2 separate regions of the Mus musculus genome follow, and region 1 is linked to region 2. The links are chromatin contacts, called in public HiChIP or PLAC-seq maps. All regions are on one chromosome and are shown on one strand. Each heading gives the region's core, a stretch centred on a gene start, on an enhancer-like site or on the middle of the called end of the contact. The rest is flanking DNA. Distances are from core to core; before and after follow the strand shown. Region 1 overlaps Gdpd5 (glycerophosphodiester phosphodiesterase domain containing 5). Region 2 holds the start of Serpinh1 (serine (or cysteine) peptidase inhibitor, clade H, member 1).

Region 1 (4,226 bases), core at 510-3,009, 76 kb after region 2:
CCCTGGCTGAGGGTGTGGCGCAGCAAGGCTGAGGGAGTCTCACCCGACAGCAAGGAAGGGAAGCAGAGCTTTTTATAACTGGGGATAATTAATTGGCTGTTGTTTTTGAGTCATTACTTTAATACTGCCAATTAAGGACTCAGTGACACAGTACTGTTCTGGTTGTCCCTAGCTCTCCTACCTCTGGCAACACCGCCACCCCCCCCCCCAACAAGTCCCTAGGTCCCCTGAAGGCAGCAGTGTCAAAACCAACTTCCATACTGAGAGGGATTTAGGTCAGAGGCCTGGAGGAACTTCCCAGCCAGACAGCAACAAGCCGAGTATGTTAATCAGCTGTCTTGCACGCCTGTACTATACTTGCTTTTAAAAGCTTGTTAGGACCTTAATTGATCCTCCTAGCTTGTAAATGGGGCTCCAAGAAGAGTGATTGATTCATACTGAGGGGCCATTGGCACAGTGTGTGCGCCCCCCACCCCTGTCCCAATCACGCCTCCAGCCTGTGTCTTCTCCCCTTCCACCCTCCAATGTGCCAGGCACTTATGTATTCAATCAACAAACCTATTCTGGTACATGCTCACAGATCACAGTTGTGTCTGACCTGGTTCTCTCCTCCCTTGAAAGAGAACCCAGGCTGGTAAAGATCAGGGGACAGATATGAATAGACACCCAGGGAAATCAAAGCCAGGCCCAGGGAATGCTGGGTGGGAGTGGGTAGTAAGTGTATGGAGCAGGGTGCCTGTTGCTACTGACTTGTATCTGGGAGCTAAAAATCATTGCACTTCATCTGGGGAAGAAAAAATAGGCTACCTGGGAGGCCTGAGCCTGCAGCTGTACTGAGCAACCTAGGCCTTAGCCTTGGGCCAAGCTATGCAAAGGCCCCAGATGTTAAATTATGCAGAGTACCCCAACAGCCCTTGAAAGGAAAGCTAGACAGCCAGAAGAGTTTGGGGAGGTGACGTGTACACACATGTGTGCTCATACACACATGCACATGTGCAAAGGTGTAGGTCAGGGGAGGGATGTCACAGACACCGAGAAGGTCCAATCATAGGCTGACTCGGGCAGAGCCCTGGAAAGAGTCCCTCTCAAGCCAAAGTCTGGGAAGCTGGAGGCCACTCTAGAGATGGCAGACTGTGCTGTAAGGGCATGAGGGAGGCTTTGGGATAGACAGACAAGTCTGTGTCCTCAGCCCCAGGGGCCTCCCTCCTGGGGTGGATGAGTGCTTCTCTTGCCATGAGTGTCTGCTGCCTCTCTCCCTCCCCTCCCTTCCACACAAGCCATGCTGACCATGCCAAGCCAATTGGCTTCTCCGTATCCTGGGCACCTCATCCTCTCACCACAGAGGTATGGCTCCCATTGTCCAACCCCCGCCTCTCTCTCTTCACCTAACTCAGGTCTTTCCACCAAACGAGGCATCACTCTCCTTCCTTGTCCTGTGGTTCTCACAACCACAACACTTTGGCCTAGTGCTAGCCTTAAGGACTGGGATTTTCTGGGCCTCCCAGTGGACTCAAGGCCTGGCTCAGGCTTGGCAAGGTGTGCTAAGAGGAATGCAGGACGGACAATGGCGTGGAGAGTGCACAGTGACTGAAGAAGTTGCCTGGGGGTGTGTCTGTCTAGCATCTTGCTGACCACTGCTGGGGTGGGACCTCTAAACTCTTGAGTGTTGGGGTCTGGAGAAGGAAGATGAACCTATGTGATAAAGGGCCTGCTGTATTCCGGTCCTGTCTCTCAGGGTTCTGGCTGTGGTTAGCAAGAGAGGATGCTGACTCAACCCTCGGGTCTTCCCAGGCCACCCTTGAAGCTGAGATTGGCTTGTTCTACAGGTGGACAAGAAGGGGGATTTCCCGGCTTCCTGTCCTGGCAGCCTGTGGTTTGAGTCTTGGATGGGTTTTTGTAGGGGAAGAAAGACCGCAGGGTTGGCTTGGTGATGAAGCCCCTTAAAGCAGATTCCAGGATATGGTTAGACTCAGCTACACACAAACGGGCAGTGCTGGCCAGGCCTCTGTATCTCTAACTCTACTTTTGATACTGCCCAGGCTCTCAGGCAAGCTCCAGGCCTCTCAGCCTCGGCTTGCTTGCCAGTTAAATGGGATATTAGGTGGTAGGTACCCATGCGCCTCCTGTTCATGTAAGAAGAGACCCTGCTCCAACCTTGAAAAAAGTGTCCCCTTCCTACAGACGTCCCAAAATGGCATGCACCTTTCGGTGGCTCCAGGGACAGACCCTGGAGGGTTAGGAATGGTCCCCTGGGCCTCATCCTTTACTTCCACAGTAGTGTGGAGTGAGGAAGAGACCAGGAGAGGACCTCCTGACATCTTTCATCTCCTTTGGGAACAGAGCTGGCAGCTCCTGGGCCTGAGTAGGTAGAGGCTGGACCATCCCTTAGGGATGGTATGTGAAGTATCCCAGCACGGCCTAAGGGGTGCTCAGTGGGTCATCCCCAGGGTTGTCCAGCTCGGCTGTGCCTGAAGGGTGGCTGAGAAAAGAGGAGTTTCGAGTTGGGCCTGATCCCTTACTCCCACCTAATGAGCTGCTCTGCGGGTGCCCTGGCAGAAGCGAGGACAGACAGAGGCCTAATTGCCCAGCCTTCTGTAGCCTGGAGAAATAAATCCATCCGCTTAGGCTGCCAGGAACTGGCTGGCTGTGGGATTCTAATAATCCCCTCCCAACTCGGCCTAATGCTACCATCTATCTCAGCCCTGCCCGGTTGCCCCTCCCCCAAATCTCCTGGGCCAGAGCCAGGTAATCCTGCCAGGGCATGCCCATCTCTGCCTCCCAGGAACTCCTGCCCCCTTCCCAGCCTACACTCCTCCCACCTCCCTTATTTGGAGTTGAGCATGGGACAGGAATTGAGCATGGGCCAGTGAGTTGAGCATGGGACAGGAGTGTCACTGGATGCGCATGGCTCTGGGACTCCCAAGCAGAGCTGAAGCACACGAGGCACTGGGGCAGCAAAGCCGAAAGAAAGCCTGTTCAAGGCAGAGTCACACACGGGAAAGAATTTCAGATAGATTGAAATGTACTTTGCCTATTCTTAAACGTTTCTTCTGTTTAGAAAGCATGGAGAAATTTGTTGAAGAAGTCAGGCAGTCTGGAAAGATGTAAATTGAAAGGTGCTCAGGGCGCTGTGCTCTGGGCAGGCTCTGGAGACCCTCTTGGGCGGGGTACTGCTGTGCAGAAGGATGGGTGGGACTCAGAGCTGAAGGTGAGGCTATGCATTCCCCACTGTAACAACGACTTAAGTGTAGTGTCTGCGCTCAGCCGCTTTCCTCAAGCACAGAGGCGGCGCTAAAGAAAGTTAAAGGGGAGAGACCCGACGATGGGAAAGTTTAAATTGGGGGTCTGAGGTGTAGCTCCGTAGGCAGAGTGCTTGCCTGGCATGTGATGTGCCAGCCTGACGAACTTGATGATGAGACTTCTAACACCATGGAGTCCCAGCACGTGGGAGGTAGAGTCAGGAGGACCAGGGGTTCAGAATCAGCCTTAGCTTAAAAAGATGACAGGAGGTGGATGAGACAGACACCCGCCAGGTACAAGCACTTGTCATCCGAGCCTGGCAACCTTGAATCCGAGGAGAAAGCCACTGACAAAATTATCCTCTGACTTCCATGAATGCATCATGGCAGCTTCGTGTGTGTGTGTGTGTGTGTGTGTGTGTGTGTTTGTGTGTGTGTGTGTGTGTGTGTGTGTGTTTGTGTGTATGTGTGTGTGTGTGTGTATGCGTGCGTGCATGTGTGTTGGTTTTTTTGAGATGGGATTTCTCTGTATAGCCAATGCTGTTCTAGAACTCAGAGATCCACCTGCCTCGGCCTCCCAAGTGTTGGGATTAAAGGCGTGTGCCACCACTGCACAGCAATATTTTTTTAAAATAAAAATAATAATTTTAAAAGGCCATTAAGAGGAGACACCACTTCCCTGAATGAGACCTGACTACTCCATGCCTGCACCCTCTGCTGCTTCCTGCCAAGATGGAGGCTCCCCAGCCTTCCTCACAGCAAGCCCTTTCCTTCTAGCCCCCCTTCCTCCTCCAGGAAGCCTTCTGTGTCCCTCTCCCATAGCAGATAGTAAACCCACTGTCCTCTGTGCTTTTAGGCAGTTCTTGCTCTCGTGTATGCCCAGGACTGGAGTGTCCCATCTGCTGCCTGCTCACTGCTGCCGGGTCTCCACAGCTCTGAGAGGAGTGACAGGAAGAGAGAGAGCCGTGGCGAGGGTGGGGTTTGGTG
Region 2 (4,022 bases), core at 191-2,690:
CAGACACTTGGTGGGTCTAAAGTACCTTGAAAGGGCCTCAGAGGGAGATCATTGCCTGCCTTTTTCATTCTGAAAGAAAACAGAAGAGTGAAGAAATGGGAACCCCTAGAGACGTGGGGAGCAGAGGCCGGTCGGGCCCAGTCCCCAGTGGGTACCCGGAGTAAGGAGGTGGATGACCTCTTTTGCAGAGGCAGAAACCAGGGCCCAGCTTGGGCCTCTTCGGCTCAAGCAGGTCAGGCTTTCTCCCGGGGGCTCTGCCTTCAGCAAAGCTCCCAGGCCGACCACTGTGGAGTCCTGTTACACAGCAACCCACTACAAAAACACCTCGGCAGGGAATCCTCGGAGAGAGACAAAGGACCAGACGGAAATGGGGGATGGGTACAGAACTATCAGAGAGTAGGGTGTGGCCTCGGCCTTACTTCCAGGCAACCAAAGCCCCCAGTTTTCCAAGGGCCTCCATGCGTGCCCTGGATGCCAAAGGGCCCAGAAGGAAGCACAGGAAGTTGATAGCTAGGCCGTTAGACCATACAGGGAATGGATGCCTTCTTCCTTTCGTCTGGAGGCTCAGGAATGTCCCCCAAGCTGGAGGCAGGATACCTCAAAGCCTCAGAGGAAGTCCTCGCCCTGCAGGAACCAGATGGGTGGACGGAAGGACCAGGGTGACTCAAGTCACCCAGGGCCTGTGGACCCTGACGACACCCCTTTCGGGTGAGGTGAAAGCAGAACTAATTGGTCAAGTCCGGCCACCTTCCACATAGGATACTGATTAAAAAGCGACTGCTCCCCAAAGCAAGGGGGTCCTTAACAGCTAGAGATGAGACACCAAGTCTACACCTCTTGTGCTAGGTTCAGAGGCCCCTACACAGCCTGTGGGGAGGTTGGTCTGGGATCAATCACTGCGGGTCCCTGGGCCTCCACTCCTGAGTTAGGGACTGCAGAGCTGGCCCTTCCCCGTGGACGATGGGACAGTCAGGTCTTTCCCCTCCCCTCTCAGTTGTGCAGAAGGTCACCAGCATTTAGTCCCAGCTCTACGCATTCCCTCTCACCACCTTTAACCTTCCCCGAGCTGAGACTTCTCCGTACTTTACCAGGCAGTCCGCGTACTAGACCGCAGCTCCAGGGAACCCAGGCAAGTGACAGTTCCAAGTCCGATCTTTCACTGCCCACCTGTGTCAGGACCCCAAGCTTTGGAGCGATCCGTTCCCCCTTGGCCAATGCGCAACCCCAAATCGCCCGGCCGCTCCCGCCCCTCACCTGGGCCGGGCTGGGCTGCTCCGGGACCGACAGGGCAATCGCTCCTCAGACAGGCTCTGCTCAGCTCACTGCCCCGGGCCCTGGATCTATATATGGCTGGCCCCACCCCCTCCTGCCTGTCCCAAGAAACTTCTGGAAAGTTGGAAACGCTTCCGGAGGGCGCCGTGGCTCGGAGAGGAGAAAAAAAGCCAAAGACCTCCCCCAAACCACCCTGGCTCCCGCCCCTGTGCCTGCGGGCTCTCTCCCAGCCCCTGGGTCCTACTGCCCCCTCGCCCTACTAGGTAGAGGGGACTCTCCTCCCGCACCAGCTAGACCTTGGGAGCCAGGGCATTCTTGGGATTCCGCGGTCCTGGACGTGGAAAAGCAGGGTTTAGACTCGAGAGTGAACTGAAGGCAGACAGGCTCCAAAGTCCTGCGCTCGGGGACTGGAGTTGTCGTCTTCTCGGGGTTGCCCACACAAGCCTGCTCTGATCACATATCCCTTCTGCCCCACATGACCCTGCTCTGCCCCAGTAGATCCATTGCCTACTGTTATCAAGCTTTAATCAGGGACCCCTGATGCTACTCCTTAGTCAGGGGCCCTCTCCTTTGCCTTAGGAAAAAGTCAGAGGCAGGGGTCCCTCTCCAAACCAGGGTTCACCCTTGAAACATCCCTGGGGAGGAGAGGCCCTGAGAATTCTAGCTGGACCCTCACCCTGGCAACCAAGTCTTGAACTGATTTCAGACAGACACCTAGGTGGTTCCACTGGACATGAAGTAGTATACAGCAGGGAACATCCTGGATGAATTAAATACAGCATTGTGTGACTTTCCTTCTGGGCCAGTACCCTTGGTTGATGTTAAGTCCTAACTGCCCCTTTCTCCGTCTCAAATGGGTCATCCCTGCTATCTCCTTCCCTCCCTCCCTATCTCCATTGCCTCTTGGGGCTCAGGGTCTCACTATCTCAGGCTCTCCCGCCCCACCCCACCTCTTACACTGAGATAGCTTCTTGAGCCCTGAGTTAACTGATAGTATTCTTTACTATTCTAGTGTCATGCACAAATCTGCACAACTGGGCAAAGTCCCTGCCTTCAGGACCTCCTTTGTGAGGGGTGTGTGCAGCTAGTGGGGAATTCAGTAGGTGAGGCCTGTTGTTTTAGGATCCTCCTATCTTCTGATAGTGGAATGACAGACAACAGATGGACATCACTAGAGAGGAGGTGGAGTGAGAGGCTTTTCCCCCTCTTTTCAGTGCACTGGGGCTGGAACCCAGATCCTCAGGAAAACCAGGAAAGAAAGCATCCTGCCACTGAGCCCCAGCCCCAGCCCCAGAGAGACCCTGTATGCATTCACTCACATTCAATCAACAGACTCATAAGTATTTTCTTTCTCCCAGATGCAGAGCCTGTGGAACAGATGTATCCTTGCACTCAGCATCCCAAAAGATGAGTTCTCTGCAGTTATAGAGAACAGTGGGGGAGGGAATGGACCCCCAGCCTTCCCCACTTCGGGCTGAGGGAAATATTAGATCCTAATAGACTTAGACCCCAATCAAAGGATCAGAGAGTATACGGATTTGCAAGTGACTGCCACAGATGATAATATCATTCAGAAGCCCCACAACGTCTTTGAACTTCGTGAAGGAATCTTAGCTTGGTAGGATCTCAGAGTCAAAGGTCTTGAGAAGAAGAAAAAAAAAATCATGGTACCAGGCCTAGCGTCACATGCCTGATGGCCCAGGATGCTGGAGACACTGGGTCAAGGTAAACCTAAGGTAAACGCTTAGGACTTCGTCCCTATCTGCAAACTTAGTATCCTTATGAATGTCCCCCAAAGGCAAGGGCCTGCCTCTCTCTAAGAACAGTGACCTGGCAGCCGCTATTGTTTTGTAGAACAGATCTGATCTTGAGCAAACTTTGTAGGCAAAAGGAGGGCGGTATCCATCTTTGTGGTGGCTGATTCTCCTTCCCGTCCTCCTGCATCCTCTATGTACTGCTTATGTGAATAAATCTTTGCTAGGAAAGGATTCCACCTAGATTCCAGACCCCCTTTCTATTATCATCCTCGTCTTGGCTCTTGGGGTCTTCTGGAATTCAGTTGGTAGGCTGTGAGCTGAAGGAGCAGTGTGCATCCAAGCTGGGGGTGGTGGTGGTGTGGAGGTTTGCTGGGTTATCCACAGGTCTAGTGTAAAAATCCCTTACAGCCCCACCCCCACTTCGCTCTGCTCTCCCATCTGCCAGCATCCAGGCCTCCATTGAAAGCATCCGGGCTAGCACTGGGAGGGGATGCTAAGAGAACTATGACTTTCCTGTTTTGCAGAGGGTAAACTGAGGCTCCCTGTGTTAGACAAATCCAGATCCCTCGTAGGAGTGAAAGAGTAGAGTAGAGACGGAAGCCCTCCATTTGCAGTCAGTGGAGCTGAATCCGGGAGCCGGGTGGGTGTAGGGCTGGGGCCCTCCTGCAGCATCACAGAACCCTTGTGTAGCTCACCTGGCCAGAAGCCTCCTCCATGCCTGTTGGGCTGCTGTGCCTCCTGGGTGTCTAAGCTATCTCACCCAGATTGTTAGTGAAAGTCACTGGGGACTTTGAAAGGGTGGGAGAGGTCTCACCCTCCTCCCTCTGAGTCCCTAACTCCCAGCCCGGGGTCTGGCATAAAAGAAGGTAGCGGGTGGAAGCCTTAGCCGGGCCAACGACGGACACGTGGGAATCGGCTGACTCAATCTCCTTAGAAAAGAAAAGGCCATGGCTCCTTTAAATTTCCAACATCAGCAAAAAAATGTCGAGAGCC

What was found. HiChIP or PLAC-seq counts read pairs in DNA pulled down with a chosen protein or histone mark.
Region 1: a contact with region 2 is called in an HNF4G HiChIP or PLAC-seq map of pancreatic cancer cells. The contact joins the enhancer-like site here to the promoter of Serpinh1 in region 2. A contact is called at or near these places in 2 of 39 promoter capture datasets (hematopoietic stem and progenitor cells and pre-B cells), 2 of 484 Hi-C or Micro-C datasets (the G1E-ER4 cell line and rod photoreceptor), 4 of 115 datasets of contacts at active chromatin or transcription factors (embryonic stem cells, microglia and pancreatic cancer cells) and 3 of 9 other capture datasets (adipose tissue, liver and pancreatic islet).

The regions. Positions count from the first base shown.
Region 1 is chr7:99,427,247-99,431,472 of GRCm38.p6, forward strand. The region is part of intron 4 of Gdpd5 (glycerophosphodiester phosphodiesterase domain containing 5); the gene reads left to right. Among named protein-coding and RNA genes, the nearest start is that of Klhl35, 37 kb to the right of the region's middle. Within about 2 kb of position 1,760, at least 77 of the 459 cell types and tissues checked have an H3K27ac peak or open chromatin away from gene starts, as enhancers often do. A contact at or near this core is called in pancreatic cancer cells and rod photoreceptor, where this site is marked.
Region 2 is chr7:99,351,799-99,355,820 of GRCm38.p6, forward strand. Serpinh1 (serine (or cysteine) peptidase inhibitor, clade H, member 1) reads right to left here and starts at 1,441. Exons shown (of 5, transcript NM_001111044.1): 1 at 1,255-1,441.